Regions from separate parts of the Xenopus tropicalis genome. Here region 2 is linked to region 1. Evidence: chromatin contacts called from public Hi-C data. All regions are on one chromosome and are shown on one strand. The core of a region is the stretch at or near the end of the contact, and the rest is flanking DNA. Distances in the headings are between cores, read along the strand shown.

What was found. A called contact is a pair of places that touch in the nucleus more often than the background predicts.
Region 2: a Hi-C map of tailbud embryo shows a contact between it and region 1, with 4 times the contacts expected there. The contact joins the promoter of rbx1 here to the promoter of shisa8 in region 1. A contact is called at or near these places in 4 of 5 Hi-C or Micro-C datasets (brain, gastrula embryo, neurula embryo and 1 more).

Annotation. Positions count from the first base shown.
Region 1 is chr4:115,776,554-115,781,319 of UCB_Xtro_10.0, forward strand. It overlaps shisa8 (protein shisa-8), which reads right to left and starts at 2,869. Exons shown (of 4, transcript XM_002934724.5): 1 at 1,767-2,869. The coding sequence starts at 2,278.
Region 2 is chr4:115,970,135-115,974,900 of UCB_Xtro_10.0, forward strand. rbx1 (E3 ubiquitin-protein ligase RBX1) reads right to left here and starts at 2,566. Exons shown (of 5, transcript XM_002934726.5): 1 at 2,444-2,566; 2 at 69-147. The coding sequence starts at 2,557.

The DNA of each region.
Region 1 (4,766 bases), core at 1,619-4,118:
AATGTAACTCTCAATTCATTTTACTGTCACAGGCCACTATTTCCCAAACAGCAGATCTACTCACAACACATATGGAATGTGGCATGGGTTATGAATAGGACTTTAGGTCAGTAAATGATAATAACCACTGAAAAGGAACACTCTTCTCCAATATGTTGCTTTTGCAATATCCTAGTGAATGTACACCTACACAGAATTTTCGCAAACAAAATCATGCACTGTCCTTTTAAACTCAACTGACTTTTAATATTTTAATATAATAACTAAGCCTTATATATCTTTTTCTGTATTCTAATTTAATGTTTTGTTGCTATTGTCACAAGCCAGCCTTCCCAAGGCCTCATGTTTTTTACTCCCTTGTTTCAAATCTTTTTTTTTTTATATTCCTCGTTAGCAAATACCACAATTACGAGCAGCACCATTTTATATTATATCCTTATAAGAACAGTTGTGAGCTGATAAACAGAAAATGGCCAAGATGCATCAAAATCTAATACATTTGTGGGAGGGTGAACAGAAAATCCTATGGCTAAACAGTGATGAGATATTTTGGACAAGTAAACATAAAATCTACTGCCTCTATAAACAATTTATATTACTGATTTGATTTTGTTTCTTTATAGTTTAGGCATAACTGTTTATCTAGCACCCCCTACAGTACAAATAGCATTTTCTCGTCTGAGTGTATTTATTATACCTCTATTATATATATTGATTATATACCAGTTATATACCAGTTGCCACTAATGTGCTGGTAGGAATAGTTTTTATTGCAAGCAAGCAGACCAAGCAATACAACCCCGCATTTTCACCAGGTAACAGTTTGATAGCTTTTACTTGCCTTTCCACCCAATTAAATGGGAGAGGAATGACACAGAAAGATCAGAGATGCATATTGCTGCCTTGGGGCCACTTTTTGTAACAAGCAGCAACGCCATCTCTGGGCACTTTCTGGCAATGATAAAAGCTTTCCAGACTAGATTGAGTTATTCTTAAGTGAAAGGGCAAAGTGTAAGTATCACAGGCATGTATGGAACAATTCCTTGTCTTGGCAGCACTAAAAAGGAATAATGCAACCATCACTCATTTGCTGCTGCTTTTTCACAGACCCAGCAGTATGCTGAGGAAAATGGCTTGTAGCCCCGGTGGTCCTTTTTTATAAAGTGATGCAAATGCAGAATACTGGAATGCTTCAAGCTGAATTATAGCTTTTTGTTGGACCTGCTAGCACACTGATAAAAAATTACAGGCTTTTAAACCTCACAGTGTTTCTTCTGAAGAACATTGTAAGGTTGTAATTTTAACAGCATAGCTGTCCAGTAAAAGGTATAATTCAACCTGTATTGTTCACAACATTTAACATGCATCTGCTAACCCATTGTTTGTGCTCTACTAGGTGATTAAAACAAGACAGAATGAAAGTAGCAGAAAAGCTGCCCCCTCTTCCCACAGCTGAAAGACAAGGATTTAAATATCACATTTTGGAACTATATTACTGTAAAATTACTTTGCAATCTTTTATATGAAAACAGTTGGACATAATGTATTGTGCCTGGCCATCTAATTTACCCTTTTCTTATTTGCCTCCTATAGTCTAACATAGCCTTAAGGCTATAGATATATCTGTCTTTGTCCTTAGCACATCATGGGATATATATGGTAGTATGTTGTAGTGGCTTTTAAAAAGTAATGTAATGCTCCAGAAAGACAGATTGATACAACTTAATCCCCTATCCTTATATTAAAACAGCAAATTTTGTTCTCACCTGGAAACACTCATATCAGTTTGGGGCCGCTGTGTCTTCTCCACTGCCAGCTTAGTGAAGATTCCCACAAGTACCATGAGAGCAGCCACCCCACAAATAATATATACAATCATGTTGGTTTTGTCTTTGCTTGGGTCATCGCTTGATTCTTCTCCCCGAGCAGGAGGTTTTCCAGTGTTTGCCCAGTTTGGGGTATCATAGTTGGAGCACATACTCTGATCCAACCTTCCATGTTTAAATTGGCAACAGAAACGATATCCACATGTTCCACAGCAGTACAAATAACTGCTGGCATTACAATTAAATGGTGGGTCCCACTGACCCATTACATCGTAGTAGCCTCGGCAACGGTCTGCCACAACCTGTGGTAACTCAGTGGGCATCAAAGGTTTGGGCGTTCCTTGCACCACTTCATCACCAAGACCTGCTTTTGTGTTTGGTGTTCTTGCTTTCACAAACCAAGGGTCCCATAATACAAGCCAGCAAAACCCTAAATATAAAAACCACTCCATTCGGAACGTCCTTAATATCAGTCCTACAGGGAACAGAACTTTTTAGATAGAAAGCCTCCTTAAAATATTCTTGTTTTTCTAAAAAAAATATGAATCCAAGAAATACGAATCTTTTTCTCTTCGAAGGAGGAAATAGAATGTTCTTGAACTCAAATTCAGTTCTAGAGAAAATGCTTTATCCTGAAGCATCAGAAAGAAAAATGAGTGAGAAAGACGCAAGCCCTTGTGATCTGTATTTCCTTTGCTTTGGTCTTTTTATCCCTTATGATAAGAATCTTCTGATAATAATAATAATTTTCTTCTTTTTCTTCAAGGTTACACTTTATACTTGATTTTTAATCATTTAAATGGCTGTTTTTTATTATTTCTTCCTTTTCCATGTTTTAATTTTCTTTTTCTTTTAATATCCCTTTGCTCTTTTGGAGTTAATATCCTCTCTTGATTGTATTCTTTGTTCTTCTACAGTTTGCAGTTGAGTAACTCTTTATTCAGTCTTCTTGATTCAACACATTTTTTCCCTATTTTTGCTGCCTTCCTGGGGAGGGATGTCCTCTCTCAACAAACTCGGTGTGCAAGTGTGAGCTCTTTTCATGGGAGGATGACTGGAAGGGAGGGAGATGGTTTGGGGAGGTGGTTGTGGAGGGATGGAGCTTGATCCATCTGCAGGAAGAAACCTGTATGTGCAGCTCACTGGGTCTTGGCTGCTTCTTTACACTGCTGGGATCAGACAGACACCAGACAGACTCTGGCATGGGGGCATAAATATAGTGAGGAGTAAGGACAGCATGGGAGACAAACAGGGTTCATTCTTATTTGGTGCAAACCAGTGTATCCATATCAACTGATATGGTGTATTAGAGAGAAAGAAAGAGAGAGAGAGAGAGAAAGAGAGATGTATGGGAGGGAGATGTGTTGGTTAGCCTTTAGCCTGTATCATATTGTGTTCCTACGTTTGTGATTGCTCCTGTGATGGTGACAAAGTTTTAAAAATAACGCTGTATTGTAGCTCTTTCCCAGTGGTTTAGACACATTTACATACAATTACCCATGTGTCCTATGATTAAACTTAAGGCACTAACTTATATAGCCTTGTATATCTTAAGTTGTTATTTTGTTTTTCTCTTATACAGTATAGGAGGACTTAAGCATATCTTTGTCTAGTGGAGACAATTATAAGCTCCCAAACCAGCAAATGTTGCCAAGAAGAGTTTGGAAAAACTCAGTCAAACAAAAAGGCAGTATTAACCATATAAGTACTTGAGGGTCTGTGTCCAGGGTGGCACCAGGCTGAACTACAGCCTCCACAAATGTAAAGGCACCATAGAAATGTCCGTTAAATCACAGAGTTGCCTCTTGAAAGGAACTGTAGCTGTTGGGTAGGGAGTTCAGCAAAGTGAGATAATGAAAATATCTACAACTCCCAGCATGCATAGCCAGCCATAGGCTTATAACAACATAGGGCCCTACACAAGTTGTTTTATCCAGGGGCCTGGACAGCCTTGGCAGTAAGTATGCTTAGTATCTTTAAGCATTTTGATATATTGTTGATTGCATAGTCTTGTGTTTTACACTGCCCTTGCCTGATTAACAGTAAGTTGAAATTGTCCATTTGTGACTCTAACTCTGACTCTAATTCAGTTGCTTTTCCCATACATTTTGCTGGTATTGTAATTTAAGGTCTAGGTCACATTCATATCTATTGCTACACAAGCATCTTGCTTTGTGTAAAATAAAGTCATGTGGCTAATTAAAGTTTGGTGTGTGTGTATATATATTATAGATTTGTTTGTATATTACATGTTGAAGAAAGTTTATTAAATTCCAGAAGGATTGCTGGCCAAATTACCATTAAATATAATTAGAATAGATTAGAACTTGTGTTAAAGAGAGAGAGGAGAAAAATGAGTGTTGGGCACTCTTACGGAATCACAGATAGGCCAACAAAAAGAATTAAAAAATGAAAAGAATCTTTATTTAAACCTTCATCTCAGCCTTATTGTGTTGTGTACATTTAGATGTCATTAAGTGTCATTTTGAACACGAATCGCGTAAGGCTTTTGAGATGAAGGTATAAATAAACATTTCCATTTTTTGTTGGCCTATGGTTCCTTAAGAGTGCCTGACACCTATTTTTCTTCTTTCTTCTTTTCTGTTGTGAATGTGGCTTTTCCGCTTCCTTGAGTTGAGTTTTCTACAGTGGATTATGTATTAGTGATCGTATATTTTTTTCTCTTAAAGAGAGGGAGAGCTGTCTATGAGCTAATGAAAATACAAAGTTTACTGTTTGCACAGGAAGCAAGAGAATATGGATAGTGTATTACTGCAGAAGCAAGGTGGCCACGTCCTACTCGATTTCATTCCATAATTGAGTGATTGAACGTTACAGAAATATCATGCCTCCCAAACAGGACAGTTGAGCTTCCATGTAATATAAATGTGTGTATGTTGCCGTGTATAAAAGGCCTCTGACTGCAAATCCTGCTTCCGT
Region 2 (4,766 bases), core at 1,316-3,815, 190 kb after region 1:
GACTAACTAAAATGTTGCTTACAGACAACAGTTGTTTTATCGGCTAAAGTTCAATTAAGGAAACTTACACAAGTCCATGATGTGGTTCCTGCAGATGGCACAATTGTCCACTACAATGTCCCAGGCCCAAAGGGCAACTGCATTCCACTGCAACAAAAAAGAAAAAAAAGTTAAAGTGATGTAAATTTTGGCAATAAATTAAATATGTTTTAAAACTCATCTAATCACTTAGCACAATCTGCTCTAAGTTGGTTCATGTGTATAGAATTACCGGTATGTTCGATTTACTAGTTTAGCCAGTTTTACCAGACAATGGCTTTGGAGTCTTACTGGAATGGTTAAACGTGGCCCAAATGTGGCTCAATGAAGGCACCAATATCAATGTGCCTAGATCAGGGCCGGAATAATGGGTGCCAGACAGGTACCTCTCCTGCCTCCCCCTAGTCTGCACTAACTTGTCATTTCCTTCACTGCACGTGGGTATTATGCATGGGAGGGTGCAGGGGTAAGGTGGCCGACCAGGTTGCCTAGGTGCCCGGTCGGCTTGGCCTGCCTCTGGCCTAGATGCTTGGCAGACCCTGTTACCTCAACATGTAGCCTCACACAGAGCTGGATAAGAGTGTCGTCTTGATGACCCCCCCCCCCCTTTTTTTTTTTTTTTTTTTTTTAACAGTAATCTCAGGTCAGACTGTATACAACAGCTCCATCAGGAGCTTATTTCTAACAAATAAAGTGTCTATACCATAAACATATACTTTTCACTAATTCACTCAAATTAAAAAAAAAAAAATATATAAAAAGTTGGGGAGCAACACAATCATGATAAAAGTGACAAATAAGGGCTGTGATTGGTTATTTGGTAGCCCAATGCAAACTGGCAGAATAAAGGAGACTATTTGGCAGTACAGATGGTCTTTATGCCTACAAAACTTGCCTTCAAATTAGACATTAAGAAATAAACACCTGTTTTGAGGCCACTGGAAGCAACATTAAAGGGGGTGGTGAGCAACATGTTGCTCATGAGCCACTGGTTGGGGATAACTGATCTATAACATGAAGGGAGAAGGACCCTCTAAGCAACTCCATAAAAAGGTGATTTAAAGCACAAGTTGGGGGATGGAAATAGGAAAATTTCCAAGTCTCTAACTATAACTGGACATACAGTTACATCTATCATTTAGAAACTGAAAGGGTATGGCATAGCTGTAAATCTGCCAGGAACAGGCCATCCACGAAAAGAGAGTGAATGTGCAAGGAGAAGAATAATGTAGAAGGTCACTAAGAGACCCATGACAACTCTGTGGCTGAAATTGGAAAGGCTATAAATACAACAAATACTGCCCAGTAGTGGAAGAAAGAAAGCCACTGTTAATCAGGGTTGGACTGGGCTACGGGACACTGGGGAAAAAGCCCAGTTGGCCCCAGCCTTCATTTAGGCTTACCCAGTGGCACATACTACAAAAAAAAGTATATTTATATGAGAATGGCTTTTTTGGATGAAGTAGGGTTTTACATATGAGCTTGTATATGCAATACATATTTAGAGACCTACATTGTTTCGGAGTATAGTTTTCCTTTAAGTATAGGGTATGCAGGGTCTGAGGGAGAGGAGGCTGTAATGGCAACATACACCAACAATGGCACATACACCATGTTTGATACTGTAAGCTAAACACACCATGCCCTGCAGAACTATGGTGGCAAAATCATCACGCTGTGAGAATGCATATTCACAGCTCCTGTACCGTAGGGGTATATATATCATGCTGTGCAAAAAGTGGAGTAAAACATCACCGATGAAGTTTATAGCAGCCAATCAGAACTGTTGAAATCTAATAGCCGATTGGTTACCCAGCTCAACACCACTGATAATGCTTCACTCCACTTTTTACACAGCATGATTAATATACCCCTACATGTGCTAAATGCAAGTCATTTGACCCCTACATTTACTTGTTCAACAATTTATTTTTTATCAAATAGCCCCGTTTCTTGCTCTCACACCGCTAAAAGCCCAAGACACATTCCCTGCCTCCTCCAGGGAAACAAATGAGCAAATGAGACCACGCAATGTCTGTGGCCCTACAGCTCCCCCGCAAACTCGTGAAGTGCGGCTACATGATCCCGCCTCCCAGTGCAGCTGAGAGGGGCACTTACATTGGTTAGAATTCATCCAATCGTTTGTGGCATCAGTAGCTATCCGCTATTGGGCCGCCGGAACGACAGAAATCACCGCTTTGCCAAAACGGACCGCCCTAAGTATTAGGGTTTAACATTTGATTCGGCGGAAAACACGTCAATCAAACATCTAAAAAGCTTTAGGGCGCAAGCAATCTAGCTGAATAGTATCAGCTGCTGCACTGTCGCCCTCTTTAAGTATTAGTTAGAAAGACTGTTCTGATCATTTGCTACATCCATAACATACGCAAGCAAGCACACTTACCTTCTTAACCTCAAAGCGCTTCTTACTAGCGCTGTTATTCGTTCCGCTTGGTGTGTCTACATCCATTGCGGCTGCCATTTTGAAAAGAGGAAATTCCGGGTCTATATGGCGCATGCGCCGAAAGCTGGGCTGATGCCTTGGTCATGTGATTAGCATTAAAGGCGCACAGTTTGGGGCGTGTTAGTAATGTGTGTGGGGGCGGAAGACGGTAACGAGGAAGAGCTGCGGTCTGCAGGCTTGGAGAGAATTTATTTAAAGGCGTAGGCACATGCTCCTTGAGGGAAGTAAAATGTACAGATTTAAGCAAGCTAGCCTTTTCATCTGTTCGTATTCACTAAGGGGCTGTGGTGTTCTGGTTAAGCAAAATATTTCTGTATTGAACAGTTAACCCTTTCACTGCCAGCTGATTTGGTCAAAGCAGAACTTGTATTGCCAGACTGTTTTGAAACATTTTGCACTCTTAGGGCCTTTCCTTGGGGGGACTTTTAGTTTACACAGGAAAACAATATATCTTTTTTTTTTGGGGGGGGGGGCGACCTAAGATTTCAAAATATGGTAGAATTTTTGTGTGATTCCAATTCTGGAACAAGATATAGGCTTCTTAATGTCTAAAAGATTAAAAAAAACAAAAACAACAAAAAAACAACAACACGTTTTCCGTAATATAAACACATATAAAAGAAACAAATGATTTTATGCACAAAAATACAACTGATTCGGAAAGTCCCATGTCTCCTGAATGTGCCAGCACCAAATATATATATAGTTTTATGTCGATTTCTCATTTGTGTGATTCAAAAATTCCCAGCGGTACACTACCTACCAAATTTCCAAAGCACTGCTCCAGAAAGCTTGCATACTTAAGATTTTAACACCTACATTTCAGAAGGTTTATACCAGAAAATTATACATTTTTGGAAAGAACAGATTCTGAGGAATGGAGAATAGGTTAAAACTGTCTGTCTACTCCAAACTACGAAGTTGCAATGCTTTCCTAAAATTATTGTTTTTTTATCAAAATTTATCACAAAGCTAAAACTGTAGTACTGTGTTAGCCAGTGTCAAAAATAATAATAAAAAAAACAAAATACAAGAGTATTATATATAAAAATAACATTGCAAGCTTTCGGAGCTCTAAGGACCCTTCGTCAGGCAAAATATGTATAGGTTTCCACAAGTGTGTGCAATGTAGGGGCCCTAAAATGAAAATACCCCTATATGATCTATCATTTCTGTCATTTCAGCTCCTGCAAAATCAACATTTACATTATTTTATGTGGAATGAAGCTACAAAAAATGAATGCTCACCCCAGAAAGTCATATATTTTTTTGAAAGTACACATTCCCATAAATTCAAAATGGTTACACATGCCTTTTTTACTCCAAAGTACCAAGCTGCAAAGCTTTCCTAAAGTGGGCGATTTGGATGATATTTCCAAAAATCACCTCAAAGCTTCCACTTTGCAGCATCTTATCTCCCACATATCATTAGGTACCAATTTGATGCCCAATATGTAAAGGTTTACCAAAGTATGTGGCATGTAGGGGCCCCAAGGTGAACATTCCCCATAAAATCTATCATTTCGTAATTTTAGCTACTGCAAAATCAACACATTTACATCATTTTATGTGGGATAAAGCTATAAAAAGGTACACCCACCCCAGAAAGCCATACATTTTTGGAAAGTACACATTCCCCTGAATTCAAAATGGGTTGATTTTGGGTATACATGTCTTTCTACTCCAAAGTACCAAGCCGCAAAGCTTTCCAAGAGTTGGCAAATTTGATGACATTTCAAAAAATAACCTTAATACTTCTACTATGCAGCACATTATTTTCTACAAGTCATTAGGTAACCATATAAAATACTGTAAATATGTACCCCAGAGGTCTACTGAACAATTTAATGCCCACATAGGTTTATCAAAGCACATGGGACTTAGAGACCCCAAAATATACCTTGTGCATACTAATTTCATTACTTACCCTGCCGTGTGTTTATGTAATTCATATGTAAATCAATATGCATAGCTATACTAAAGTCTGGTAAGTACAGACCCCAAAATGAAAATAGTGCAAATGGATTTCTCGCCTGCCAACTCAGCTTTTGCATACAGAGCCCCCTGACAGCGTATTATGTGCCATAAAACCCCCTAACTGTACAGAGAACCCCAGAAAACCATATACTTTTGGAAATTACACATTCTGATGAATTCAAAATAGATAAAGATATCTTTCTACACCAAAGTACCACATGGCAAAGCTATACATAAAATAAAAAAAAATTGTGCAAATCAATGAAATAACAAAATAAGTCACACA